Linked DNA regions of Sus scrofa: region 1 is linked to region 2. The links are chromatin contacts, called in public HiChIP or PLAC-seq maps. All regions are on one chromosome and are shown on one strand. Each heading gives the region's core, a stretch centred on a gene start, on an enhancer-like site or on the middle of the called end of the contact. The rest is flanking DNA. Distances are from core to core; before and after follow the strand shown. Region 1 has its middle 6.8 kb from the start of IFNGR1. Region 2 overlaps LOC100621792 (a long non-coding RNA gene).

Region 1 (6,353 bases), core at 769-3,268, 520 kb after region 2:
GGAGATTTATTTTAAAGAATTGACTCCTGTGATTCTAGAGGCCAGTAGGTCAAAAAAATCTGCAGGGTGGCCCGCAGGCTGAAGACCCAGGAGCCAATGTCACAGTTCAAGTCTGAAGGCTGTCTGCTGGGAGAATTTTCTCTTGTAGGGGGAGGTCAGTCACTGTTCTATTAAGACGTTCAGGAGTTCTCGTCATGGCTCAGTGGTTAACGAATCCGACTAGCAACCATGAGGTTTCGGGTTCGATCCCTGCCCTTGCTCAGTGGGTTAAGGATGCTGCGTTGCCGTGAGCTGTGGTGTAGGTTGCAGATGCTGCTGGGATCCCTAGTTGCTGTGGCTGTGGCATAGGCTGCTGGCTATAGCTCCGATTCGACCCCTAGCCTGGGAACCTCCATATGCCACGGGAGCAGCACAAGAAATGGCAAAAAGATTAAAAAAAAAAAAAAAAAAAAAGACTTTCGACTGATGGAACTAGGGCCTCGCTGATGGTCCAGCCCTGCTGCCTATCATGGGTTCATCTGCCAGCCTTTCCTCCTTTGGTGATTTCTCTCAGAGGCCTGCTGCTTTTCTCCCCCTGCAGTCTTTCATTATCAGAGTCTATGTTCCTGAGTCTCAGTTGCATGCCAGGTCCAAGGTCCTTTCAAGAAGTTCCCAGTCCCATTTAAATCAGAGGATGTGAGTTCCTGCTGTGGTGCAACAGGATTGGTGGTGTCTTGGGAGTGCTCAGATGCCAATTTGGCCTGGCACAGTGGGTTAAGGATCTGGTGTTGCTGCAGCTGAGGCTTAGGTTGCAACTGTGGCTTGGATCTGATCCCTGGCCTGGGAAGTCCATATGCTGCAGGGAGGCCAAAAAAGAAAAAAAAAAAATCAGAGGATATGGCTCAGCACCTGTATAAGGATCCTGAACATTTCATGACAGACAGCAAGTCCCCAATATTCTGTGACCATCCTTGGCTTGTTGATCACGCAATCTGAAGAGTAGCAGTGAGTTTTCACCTGCTAATAGAAATAATAAACACTCTGTAATAGAAATAGAAAAGAGTTTTATTTGAGCCAAACTGAGGAGTACACAGCCCAAGAGACACAGATTCAAGAAGCACCAGAATCATCTTCCACCTGACTACAAAGCAGGGGAGGCTTCTAAAGTCAAAACGCTACAAAATTACAATTGGATCTGGCAAGAAATAAGGCTTCTTGTTGCATAAGGATTGGTTGGGGTCCAAAATGGTTACAGTTACTCTGAAATCATAAGGTTGCAGCTGGCAACTGCTAGCAGATATTGTTTTGAGAGACCCTGGTGGTGTCTTTGAGTTTGATAGAGGTCAGAAAATTCAAGTTCTCAGTGATGCAGGAAGGTGTCTGAAACCACATCCACAACAGCCACCCAACTCCATTTTGGATGCCTGAACTGCACTTACTCTTTTTTTTTTTTTTTTTTTGTCTTTTTGCCTTTTCTAGGGCCGTACCCGCAGCATATGGAGGTTCCCAGGCTAGGGGTCAAATCAGAGCTACAGCCACTGGCCTACGCCACAGCCACAACAACACGGGATCTGAGCCGCATCTGCGACCTACACCACAGCTCATGGCAACGCTGTATCCTTAACCCACAGAGCAAGGCCAGGGATCGAACCTGCAACCTCACAGTCCCCAGTCAGATTTGTTAACCACTGAGCCACAATGGGAACTCCCACTTACTCCATTTTTTATTTTTAAATCCATTCTTGTCTGTAATGGTTAAAGCAGATGTACAATGCATGTGTGATAGGCTGTAAGACTGGTTGTTCTTCTAGTCAGCATAAAATTCAAGCCAAATCATGTCTAAGCCAGAATAACTTCCATCAAGATATGAAAATTTCTTCCATCACACCTACCACCAACACCAGCGGCTCAGCTTCATCCTTTCTAAATAAATGACGTTAACGTCAGAAATGTCAAAATAGAGTGGGCTTGTGTAGACAGTGTGCCAGGATTGGGGGCCAGAGGAGAGATGACAACATCGTGACCAGATATTGCGGAGCAAAGAGAAACAGTGACTCAAATTTCCCCAGGACTCTCTCCATGCCAGGCATTGCACAAACACCCTTACACACATTTACCCAATTCTGAAATCTGCCCTACTTAGGTAAGTATGACCATTAGCCACATTTCAGAGGAGGAAAGTGAGACACACGGAGATAGAATAACCTACAAACGTTTACAGAGTTACTACATAATGGGGCTGGGATCTGGGCCTCGGCTGTGGAGTTTGCCACACACTCAATTAACCGCAGTATTCTCTGGCCAAGGGACTAGACACATAGCAGAATCAGGAAATGCTTCCTCTCCCTGGGACTCTGCTGGGAGCACGCCAAACAGTTCTGTCTCCTTAAACTCCATGTTTTTTCTGTGTTTCCATCTTAACTGTTCCTCCTCTTTTGATGCAGTTTTGTTAAATTATGCTAATCTCTTCACTTAGATCATGATGACATCATTCCACCCTCTTCTGGCCTGAGGGATGGTGTCGACTTCATCATATCTTGATCTTAATAACCGAACTCATTCATCATTCATCGATCCAAAGAACAAATTAAAGTGCTGCCAGAGGCAGAGGGTGGGGTGGGCAAAATGAGTGAAGGGGTGAAGGAGGTCAGAAGGTACAAGCTTGCAGCTATAAAATAGATAAGTCATGAGGGTGTAATCTACAACGTGCTGATTCTGATTCTAGTTAATAATACTGGGTCGTATGTTTGCGAGTGTATCATAAAAGTTCTTATCACAAGGAAAAAATGTATAATTATGTAGGGTTATAGTTGTTAACTAGACTTACTGTGGTGGTCACTTTGCAATATATACAAATATAGAAACATTATGTGGTATATGCAACACTAATAAAATGTTATATGTCAATTATACCTTGATAAAAAAATTTTTTAAAAAGCAAGTTCTTCTTATGGCCTTCTCCCCAGCTGTCAGTGTTCTGAAATCTGACAAGAATGACTAAGGAATGGGTGTGACAGAGGTATAGAGGTTGTGGGTCTGTCAGCCCAGGAGCTAACACAGAAGAAATGCAAGCTGGAAGTCCTTACAGATTTGGTACTTGTATCATGGAAATCAATGGTAGCAAGCACTTTTTTGGTCAAAGATAGTCATTTCTTGGTACTCTTTAGGAAAATAAGTACTGTTTAAAAATTTCTCTTTTATTTTCACCACTATTTGGTGGTTGCTAGGAGACTAAGGTGAGAGTGAAAACTGAGCTCAAGATTTAAGTCAAAGATCACTTCTTATAAAGAATTTCCTGGTTATTCTCCACCACTTCCAGTAGAACTGACAACTCCCTGCTGTGTTCTCACAAGCACTCTCACAACCTTCTATGACAGGACAAACAAAGCTATGATGCTATTTTTAATTTACAACTCTCTGTCTCATAAAATAAGTTCCTTCAGAAAAGGAATTATAGCTTATTCTTATTTAAATCACTGTTGCGTCCCCAACACAACAGTTTTGATATGTTATTATCTAGCAAATAATAATAGACAGCTAACATTTATTTACTGACCATCGGGCATGGGGCTAAGCTCTGTTCACCACTATCTGATTTAACCTTCAGAATGATCCTATGTGGTACACATTATCCTACCTCCACTTTGTAGATAATGAGACCAAGGCACAAAGAATAGTAACTGGCCCGAGATTGCAAGGGTTACTCAGTGATGGTAAATCCAAGACCAGCTTCAGAGGCTTTGCTGTGTGTGATCATTGATCACTGCTGCTGCACTATCTCTCATAAAACATCTGATAAGGGATGGACTCACTCCTAAAGATCAGCCAGGATTCTGTAACAAGATTAACAGACTTAGCCTCATGATAAATTTCCACGTAGATAAAATTGTTCTCTACATAAGCTGGAGTAATGTTTGGAGTAATTCCTTAGGCGGCTGTAACAGAATACCATAGACTGGGTGGCTTATAAACAACAGAAATTGATTTCTCACAGTTTCGGAGGCTGGAAAGTCCAAGACCAACATGCCCACAGACTTGGGGAGGGTCCTCTTCCTAGCTCATAGATTGCCATCTTCTTACTGTGTTCTCACCTGGTGGAAGGGGTATGTATGTTCTCTGGGATCTCTTTCAAAGAGGGCACTAATCCCATTCATGAGGGCTCCACCCTCATAACCTAATCACCCCCAAAGGGCCCACCTCCTAACACCATTACACAGTGAGTTAGGATTTAACCTATGAAGATGGGGTGGGGGGAAGAACACAGCCATTCAGTCTATAGCAAGTAGTAGGTAATTATCTTTTCATTTTGGTTTGATTTCTAGCCCAAAAAAAAAAAATCATGTTATAAATTCCTTTTTCACACAAACAATGCATTTTGATTCTTTTTTAGAGGTCTGGATAGTAGCACATATACATTCTTTGAGCACAGTATTGATTATGATATGTTGGTGGAATTCTTTCATTAAAGGTTAATTTAAGGATGAAAAGAAATAGAGGTTCTAAACTCAGATACCTACAAGAACCCAGAAGCGGGTGGCATACATCAAGCAATGTATGAGGTGATTGAGACAGTGGGCCTGTGGTTCAAATCTGGAACAGCAGGCTATAGAGAAATTTTTTTTTTTTCTGTACAGTTATGAGCTTCAGAACAAATTTTACTGACATTTGGGATCCAAGCTAAAAAAGTAAGACCAGAGTGAATTTACAGTTGATTACCTAATGAGAATTCAAGAGAGATTCACCTCCCTAGAGCTCTGTGTGGTTTTTAGTGTCAAATAGCAACGAACACCCACCCCTACCCCCACCAGACCCTGGAGACATCTCCTGTGCTTTAAAGCTAGAGACTCTAGTTTTACCTCCCAGATGGATAAACTTATTTCCAAAAGGGTAAGAACCCAGGATCCTCCTTCTTTGGGTCCTCAAGGAGAATTTGTTTACAAAGGGAGCACAGAGTCATGTTGTCCCTCAGAAAGAGAGAAATACATAACTGTGTAAGTTGATTTTGGAGGGAGGGAGTTGCTCAGCTCCATGAACACTGTTCCATGTAGGATGACATCCAATTCTCATGGCATGGCCCCAGAGGTGAGAATTAAGACAAAGGGGAGATGGGATGCTTATTTACTTTAAGTAAATAATAATCCGTTCTGGTTTAGGAACTCAGTGTTGGGTTCCTCTTAACATGCAGATATTCAAAACTTAAGAGGAATCTATATTCTGCCTAGAACCAATGAAAAGAAAATTATCTCTGCTGACCAAACAAAACATGTCCTCTCGCTGACTTTAGTCAATGAGCTGCTAGTTTGCCATAACTAGTATTAGGTGCACCCAGTCTTTTGGAAAAAGGGGTTGTCACATCATTATTTGAAAGGTATCCAGAAGACCCCTCTTCAGAGTAAAGTATCTTCCCATCTCTGCTCTTGTCAAGACCTCCAATGTCACTACAGCAAATCCACTATTTTGCTAGTTAGAAACTGTTACAACACTAAGACATTTCAGAGTGTTAACCCAAAGATGGTTATCAAAATGTTGATGTCTATAAATTAATCTGTTTATCCATCTTTACTCAGAGCCAGCTAAGAGCATCTGCCTGCAGGTTATAGAACTATTTACCTAAATGTGGATCAAAGATTAAGGTAGAGAGACACCTCAAGCTGAAGCCTTGTGAACCAGGGCAGTTCTAAGTATTCTCAAAGCAGGACTCACAGTATCTGAAAAGCAGCAAGAGAGCACTGGGCATTGGTGTGATGTGGGGAAGTGCTTCGAGAGGAAGCAGCACTGAAAGAGGAAGTGTGAGGCACCAAAGACAAAATGCATGTTTCTTTACATTGTTTGGTTCTTGTTCAGCAACAGTTTATCCAGCTCAGTGTTTGAGGTGATACTGAGGACATTTTCTAAAACAACACAGTAGCTGTCCTTTTTGGAAGTGACTACACAGGGCTAGAAATTATGTTAGGTGGGCTGTTTTAGTTGCAAGAGACAGGACACTCAGATTACCTTTAGAGGCAATGGATTTTGATGAAAATGCATGGGAAAGTCAAAAGAGGAAACATTCCCCTTTAAGCTGGTTCTTAGGGGCCACAGTGAGGAAGCACTGTTCTGGGTACGCAGCAGTGCTATGTAGCCTCCAGCTGCTCCTGCAGCTCCAAGCCCTGGGCAAGGAGAAAGATTATTAGCAGTCAACCAATAAACATAGTCACCATGTGGCATTGATCTTAGGTAGTGCTCCAAGACAAGCCATCTACTAGCAGACTCTGCAGTCTATGAATATGTACTTTTCAAGTCAGGGGTTGATCTGATATGATCAGATGTCAGCATGACAGCTTTCCTCAAAAGGGGGCTGTGTGCAGGGCAAGAACAGATAGTACTTGGTTTGG
Region 2 (6,609 bases), core at 1,080-3,579:
TGGACTAATTGTCAGAGGACCTCAGTCCTAGGAGAACTAGGGAGGTCAGGTCTGGGACTTGGACATGGAGGAATTGGAGTACTTGGCATTTTAGTAAGGTAGGTACTCAGGTAAAATGAATACCAACTGTTCCTAGACTCTGTCTGTCTTCAAGATGCCCCCTACTTGGCACCTCGCAGCCATTCAACTAAGTGTTTGTTGAATAAATGAGTCATAAGATAAGCACTCAGTCTCTGAATGTGGGATACTGGGTGCCAGCAGGTCTCTGAGTGGAGGTGACCTGTGTTGAGTCACCTGAACACTGACCAAGGACATAGTTATCCCAGAACTTAGGGTGGGGCTGAACCTGCAGGTGGTGATCAAGGGCCCAGGTGGAGGAAAAGAGAAGCGTAAGGAGTAGGCAGGCAATTCCTACTCATTCTGTGATAGTTTTACATTGTCATTAGGTCTTCACTTTTGATCAAATACACTGTCTTAGCCTCTTTGGGCTGCAATAACAAAAATGCCGAAGATGGTAGCTTATGAACAACAGAATTTTTTTTCTCGTAGTTTCAGAGGCAGAGAAGTCTAAGATAAAAGTGCTGGCAGATTCAGTGTCTGATGCAGACCCTCTTCCTGGTTCATAGATGGCTGTCTTTTCACCATGTCCTCACATGGGACAGGGGACAAGGGATCTCTCTGGCATTATTTATTTATGTGTGTATTTATTTACTTATTTATTTATTTTGCTTTTTAGGGCCGCACCTGTGGCATATGGAGGTTCCCAGGCTAGGGGTCGAATTGGAGCTACAGCTGCTGGATTACGTCAGAGCCACAGCAGCACCAGATCCGAGCCACATCTGTGATCTACACCACAGCTCACGGCAGTGCCGGATCCTTAATCTACTGATCAAGGCCAGGGATCGAACCCGCAACCTCATGGTTCCTAGTTGGATTTGTGTCCGCTGGACCACGATGGGAACTCCTCTGGCATCGTTTATACGTGCACTAATCTCATCCATGAGGGCTCTTCCCTTATGACCTAATCGCCTCCCAAAGGCCCTCCCTCCAGTTGCCAACACTGAACCACAATGGGCTCTCCTTTTTTTTTTTTTTCTTCTTCCCATTCAGTTTCAATTAAATATTTGCTGTGTGACTGCCACTGGGATTAGTCCACTATGGAGTGTAACTCTATTTCCCTACATAATTCCTAAAGGTAGATGGTATTGGGTCCACTTTACAGATGAGAAAACTGAGGATTAAGTTCAATGTTAACACCTAAGGCTACATAGACAGGAAATGTTGGAGCAGGAATGTTAGGCTCGGACTCCGCTATCTTTCCTCAAACCTCTCTGATGTGTTCCTTTTCCTGGACTAGCACTGCTCCAACTTCCAAGTGCAGCTGACTTACTGGGGTAAATGCAGATTCTGGTTCAGATTCGAATGGGGCCCAAGACTGCTTTTCTAATGTGCTTCCCAGGGATGGTGTTGTCATTGGTCCCTGAACCACCCAGTGAGTAGCCAAGGTCTAGAATAGGGGTGGCCAGATGGTACATATTTTTGGCTCTGTGGTCTACAAGATCTCTGTCACAGGTACCTAGTTTGGCCAAGGAAGTGTGAAAGCAACCATGGACAATATGTCATGAAATAAAAATGCGGCCCTGTTCCAATAACCTTTATTATGGAGACTGACACGTGAATTTCTGATAATTTTCGCAGGTCACAAAGTACTATTTTTCTTTGGATTTGCTTTCAACCATTTAAGAATGTGAAAAACATGGTCAGCTCCTAGGCCACTGTTTCCTGTCTCCAGTCATTCTAGAAATGCAGGGGCCTTGCTCTGATGGAGCTGAAAAACTCAGCAAAGAGGATGGTCCTGGGCTCTGAGGTCGTCTGAGATCAAAACCGACCACAGCAGTTGGCAAACTAAGACGGGAGAGCAAGGGCCTTGGCGCCAGAGCCACCTCTGTCATAAGCCTGGCCACGTTCAGTGAGGTGACACAGGAAGGCCTTTTAATCTTGATGTCTCAGTTTCCTCATGTCAAGTGGGGCTAAAAAGAGTACCTACCTCACAGGGTTATAGTGAAGACGTGGAGAAACGAACTAGGGCACAGAAAGTTTCAGTGATACCAGCAGAGAGGAATTAGGAGGTTGGAATTCCAATATCAGCATCCATGACTGACCCAAGGTGTGAAGACGAGCCCAGCCAAACCTGACCCGGCCTCGGAGCCCGGCAGCTTCGATTACGTGACAGAGAATTTGCTGATCACGCTGTGGGTGTAAACAACCATCCAAGTTTGAGGAAAACACAATGAGGAAGCGAGAACTAAGCACAGTTCTCTGTGGGGCGGGGTGGGGGGGGGACGTCAATGCAGAGCTCGTGTGAAGATGTCTATTTAAGGCAGGCAAGGGAAACCCTCAAGAGAGTGTTGACGTGGTTGGCATTCATTTAATAATCACAATTAATAGCTGACCCAGGCACTCATAACCATGCCGTTGGTAATAGCCTAGTGTTTAATAAGCAGCCATCTGTTTAATTCTCCCGATCACATAATAAGGTAAGCACCATTATTATTCCCTTTTAACAGATTAAAAACCGAGACAGAGAGAGGGTAACAGGCCCAAGGCCACCCTTTCTTTAAGAGGCAGTGCAGGCTGGTTCCAGCACCCTTGTTCTTCGTCACCACACTGGAAATTTTCACTCCAGGAGCTCTAGGGTCTCTGCATAAGATTAGCCTGGTAGAGCAGGACGATGTGGGTGGGGAGGGGGGGTCTTCTCCCAGAGAGCGAATGGGGTTCCCGGCTTTTGCAATTCTTTCCGGCCACTGGGGTGTGACAGCAAATCTGATGCATGTGGAAATGGAAATATTCTTTCTGTCTTTGTAGTTCACATTTACTAACCACTCAAGCCAGAGTCCTGTTGTAGTCATATGGTAGACAGTGCAAGTTCAGACTATTCTGTATCTTGTTTTTGTTTTTGTTTTTTTTCTTTTTAGGGCCACCTCTGCGGTATATGGAAGTTCCCAGGCTAGGGGGTAGATTGGAGCTACAGCTTCCAGCCTATGCCCCAGCCACAGCAACGCGGGAGCCAAGCCCCGTCTGCAACCTACACCACAGCTCGCAGCAGTGCCGGATCCTCAACCCACAGAGTGAGGCCAGAGATTGAACCTACATCCTCATGGGCACTAGGTGGGTTCTTAATGGCTGAGCCACAACGGGAACTCCCAGACTATTCTGTATTTTGATGTAGATTCATTGTCAGAGTGGGTGGGGGTGGCACACAATATTTTTGCTTCTTTTCTGGGTGGGAGATGACCCTGGCCTCAAATGTGGACTGTGCACAGGCAATATGAAACAGAAAGATGTCCATTGTGGATCAGAAGGAAATGTCCCTTGAAGCAGATCTTCTGAAATTAGTGCCTCTGATTACTTGGATCCTATGAGTCTATAGAAAACTTTGGGTGATTCCCCACATCGTGACCGTTGTTTTCCCATCAGTTATAGTCTAATGATTAAGCAGCTCTTTTTATATTGAATTTGGGAAAGGACTTTTAATAAGGGTATTCCCATCTCTAAATACCTCAGAGAATTTGCCCTGGAAAATTATCTCACTATGTGTGCCCATATTTGGTAGCTTCCTCACCAATGAGATCAGATTTCCTGGATGTTCCAGAATTGCCATTTCTGCATTTTGTTTTATTTGTTTGTTTTTAATTTGTGAGAACACTGAAACTAAAACTCTTGTTACCTTTTCTCCAAGGATAAAGAAGGATACATGGACTGCGTATCTTCATGGCTATAAAATTCTGTGTTTATAAGCTTTGACCGTGACCCAGTGTCAGCTTTCCCAGTAAAGCAAAACAATTTCAAATTTTCTGAATTCTCGAAGAAACCTTTCTAGCTGATTAGTGACTGTATAGTTCCAATAGATTCTGTGCCTGATTTCTAATAGAGTAATAGGTCTGTCCTGAATTCTAGCTCTGCATAAAATTAATATTTTATTAATAGGAAATAATATATAATGATAACGTTTTTATTAAGGCAATGGTAATCATGAATATAAGCACTTCAAATATAACTGGCATTTGTGATGGAGATTTACTTTCAGTTTTCTTTTTTTTGGCCATGCCTGTGTCATGCAGAAGTTCCTGGGCCAGGGATCGAACCAGCAGTAACCAGAGCCATAGCAGTGACAACGCTGGATCCTTAACCCACTGAACCACCAGGGAATGCCTTCATATTCTTTTTTATTGATTTAATACATAGAGATTTTGTAATGGCATCGATTTCAGGTTTTTTTTTTTTTTTTTTTTTTTTTTTTTTTTTTTTTTTTTTTTTTATGTGTGTGTGTTTTTGTCTTTTTGTCTTTTTAGGGCTACACCCACAGCATATGGAGGTTCCCAGGATAGGGGTCCAATCAGGGCGACAGCTGCCAGCCTATGTCACAGCCACAGCAACTTGGGATGTGAGCCATGTCTGTGGCCCACAGCACAGATCATGGCAACGCAGGATCCCTAACCCACTGAGCGAGCCCAGGGATTGAACCCGCATCCTCATGGATACTAGTCGGGTTCGTTAACTACTGAGCCATGCTGAGAACTCCTGGATTTCAGTTTTATAAGAAGTATTCCTTCAGTGGTTAAAGGGCAGAGCCTGCCTAATTTCTATGGAATATACAGCCAAGAAAATCATTGGAAAGAGTGGTTTAGTTAAATGAGAGTCATAGAAAAAGTCCTGAATTTCTTTAAACATGCTATGTAGCAATTTCTTAATATATTATGAGGGTGCAGTCAGTTGTAAAAATACATGGAATACCAGGAATTCCTAGCCTCAGTCTGGTCTCATAAACACCATATGACCTTTAGTAAGTGGCTGGGGACAGATCCTTATGGCAGTAAAGTTTTGATTTTGTGTTCTAGAAAGATTGTTCATAATTCGACTTCCAAATACCCCATTAACTAATGTTTGCTTACATGAAGACTAGAAAAGAAAAACAACAGAAAAAAAGATTTCTAAAATACATTTTCTAAAAATTTTCTATTTTGAAAAGAAATTCTTGAGGCAAATGATCTCACAGGTGTTTGGACATCCAGTAAAAAGAAAACCAGACCAACATCCTAGTCTGGGGAATACAAAGTAATTTAGGTTATTTTAGGTTCCCTTTGGTTAAATGAGGAATTCATTAGTGTCTATTAGAGATTATTATTGTATGTGTTTTAACTCCCAAAAATCTATATTGAGGAGTCCAGGACAGTATTCAGTTAGGTACTGTTTTGTGGTTCCTATGAACAAAGGCTATCAAATTCTTTAATTTTTTTTTTTTTTTCTTTTTAGGGCCACACCCACAGCATATGAAAGTTCCCAGGCTAGAGGTCTAATCGGAGCTACAGCTGCTGGCCTACACCACAGCCACAGCAACACTGGATCTGAGCTGCACCTGCGACCAACGCCACAGCTCACGGCAATGCCAGGTCCTTAACCCACTGAGTGAGGCCAGGGATGGAACCCGAATCCTCATGGATACTAGTCAGGCTCTTAACCCACTGAGCCACAATGGGAACTCCAGGCTATCAAATTCAAAGGAGGACATATTAACAAGGCAAGAAATGACCTCCTCTAGGGAAGCAGGTCTTAAACAGGGACAATGTCAGATGGGCTCTGGAGAGGGGCAGGGGCCTGCCAGGAGAGAGAAATCATGTGGACCAAGTCACTGAGGTGGGCAGTGATCCCAGCAAGTTAATGCAAGTGTGGAAAAACTTTCCTGATTCAAGCAGAAAAAAAATTGGCCTTGGTCACATCACAGAGGCCACTGCAAGTCACCAGGGGACTTCAGCTTTGTTTGGGAATCCTAGAAGAATTTTAAGCAGGGAAGAGCTCTGATAAAAGTGATATTTAAAGAAGATTGCTTTTGCAGTGGCATACCCTGGCAAAGACTGGAAGGTGGCCCTTTGGGTAGAAGCTTCTTGTATGTTTTTATATTCTAGGGTCTTAATTTAGGAGATTAGCTATTTTGACACCTAGTAGACCACTTATCTTCACATTCATTTAGATAGCTTAGCTAACAATTTAAATTTATTTAATGCAATATTGTGTCCATATTTTATATCAAAATACTCCATAAACTTTACTACTACTTCTGGTCCTTTGGACCAAAGGCAGGTAAAAATACAGAAACGGGGACCCATCAGGGATGGCTTGTATTGGTAGAAAAAGTGGACACAGTGTTTGCCCCCAGAATGCCTGCCCATTGAGAAAGATTGGCTGTCAGCAAATCATAACAGAAAGAACTAGTTACCATGGTGCTAAGTAGGGAGGGGTAAATGGGGGACGTCTGAGAAGGGGTTCTAAAGCAGATTTATGGCCTGAGGATTGGGGAGAAAGTCTCTCGGGGAAGTGACATTCAAAATGAGATCTGATTGGCTTGGACGAAGGGAGAGTCGGAGCTGAAGTGGGTTTGAAATTCTAAGAAGAGGAAATTAGACTTGTGGGGGCCCTGGGGTGAAACGGAGTCCAGAGCATTCAAGGAACTGAAAGAAGGCCAGCTGGACTGGAGTGGCAGGGTACAGCCCAAGCAGGATGGAGAGAGACTGGGAGGGGGCAGATGGCACCGGGCCTTGAAAACCACAATAA

What was found. HiChIP or PLAC-seq counts read pairs in DNA pulled down with a chosen protein or histone mark.
Region 1: an H3K27ac HiChIP or PLAC-seq map of alveolar macrophages shows a contact between it and region 2. The contact joins two enhancer-like sites. A contact is called at or near these places in 1 of 5 promoter capture datasets (fetal liver), 1 of 47 Hi-C or Micro-C datasets (embryonic fibroblasts) and 1 of 2 datasets of contacts at active chromatin or transcription factors (alveolar macrophages).

What each region holds. Positions count from the first base shown.
Region 1 is chr1:27,027,268-27,033,620 of Sscrofa11.1, forward strand. No RefSeq gene overlaps it. Among named protein-coding and RNA genes, the nearest start is that of IFNGR1, 6.8 kb to the right of the region's middle. Within about 2 kb of position 2,019, at least 14 of the 83 cell types and tissues checked have an H3K27ac peak or open chromatin away from gene starts, as enhancers often do. A contact at or near this core is called in alveolar macrophages, where this site is marked.
Region 2 is chr1:26,503,147-26,509,755 of Sscrofa11.1, forward strand. The region is part of intron 1 of LOC100621792 (a long non-coding RNA gene); the gene reads left to right. Among named protein-coding and RNA genes, the nearest start is that of TNFAIP3, 21 kb to the left of the region's middle. Within about 2 kb of position 2,330, at least 5 of the 83 cell types and tissues checked have an H3K27ac peak or open chromatin away from gene starts, as enhancers often do. A contact at or near this core is called in alveolar macrophages, where this site is marked.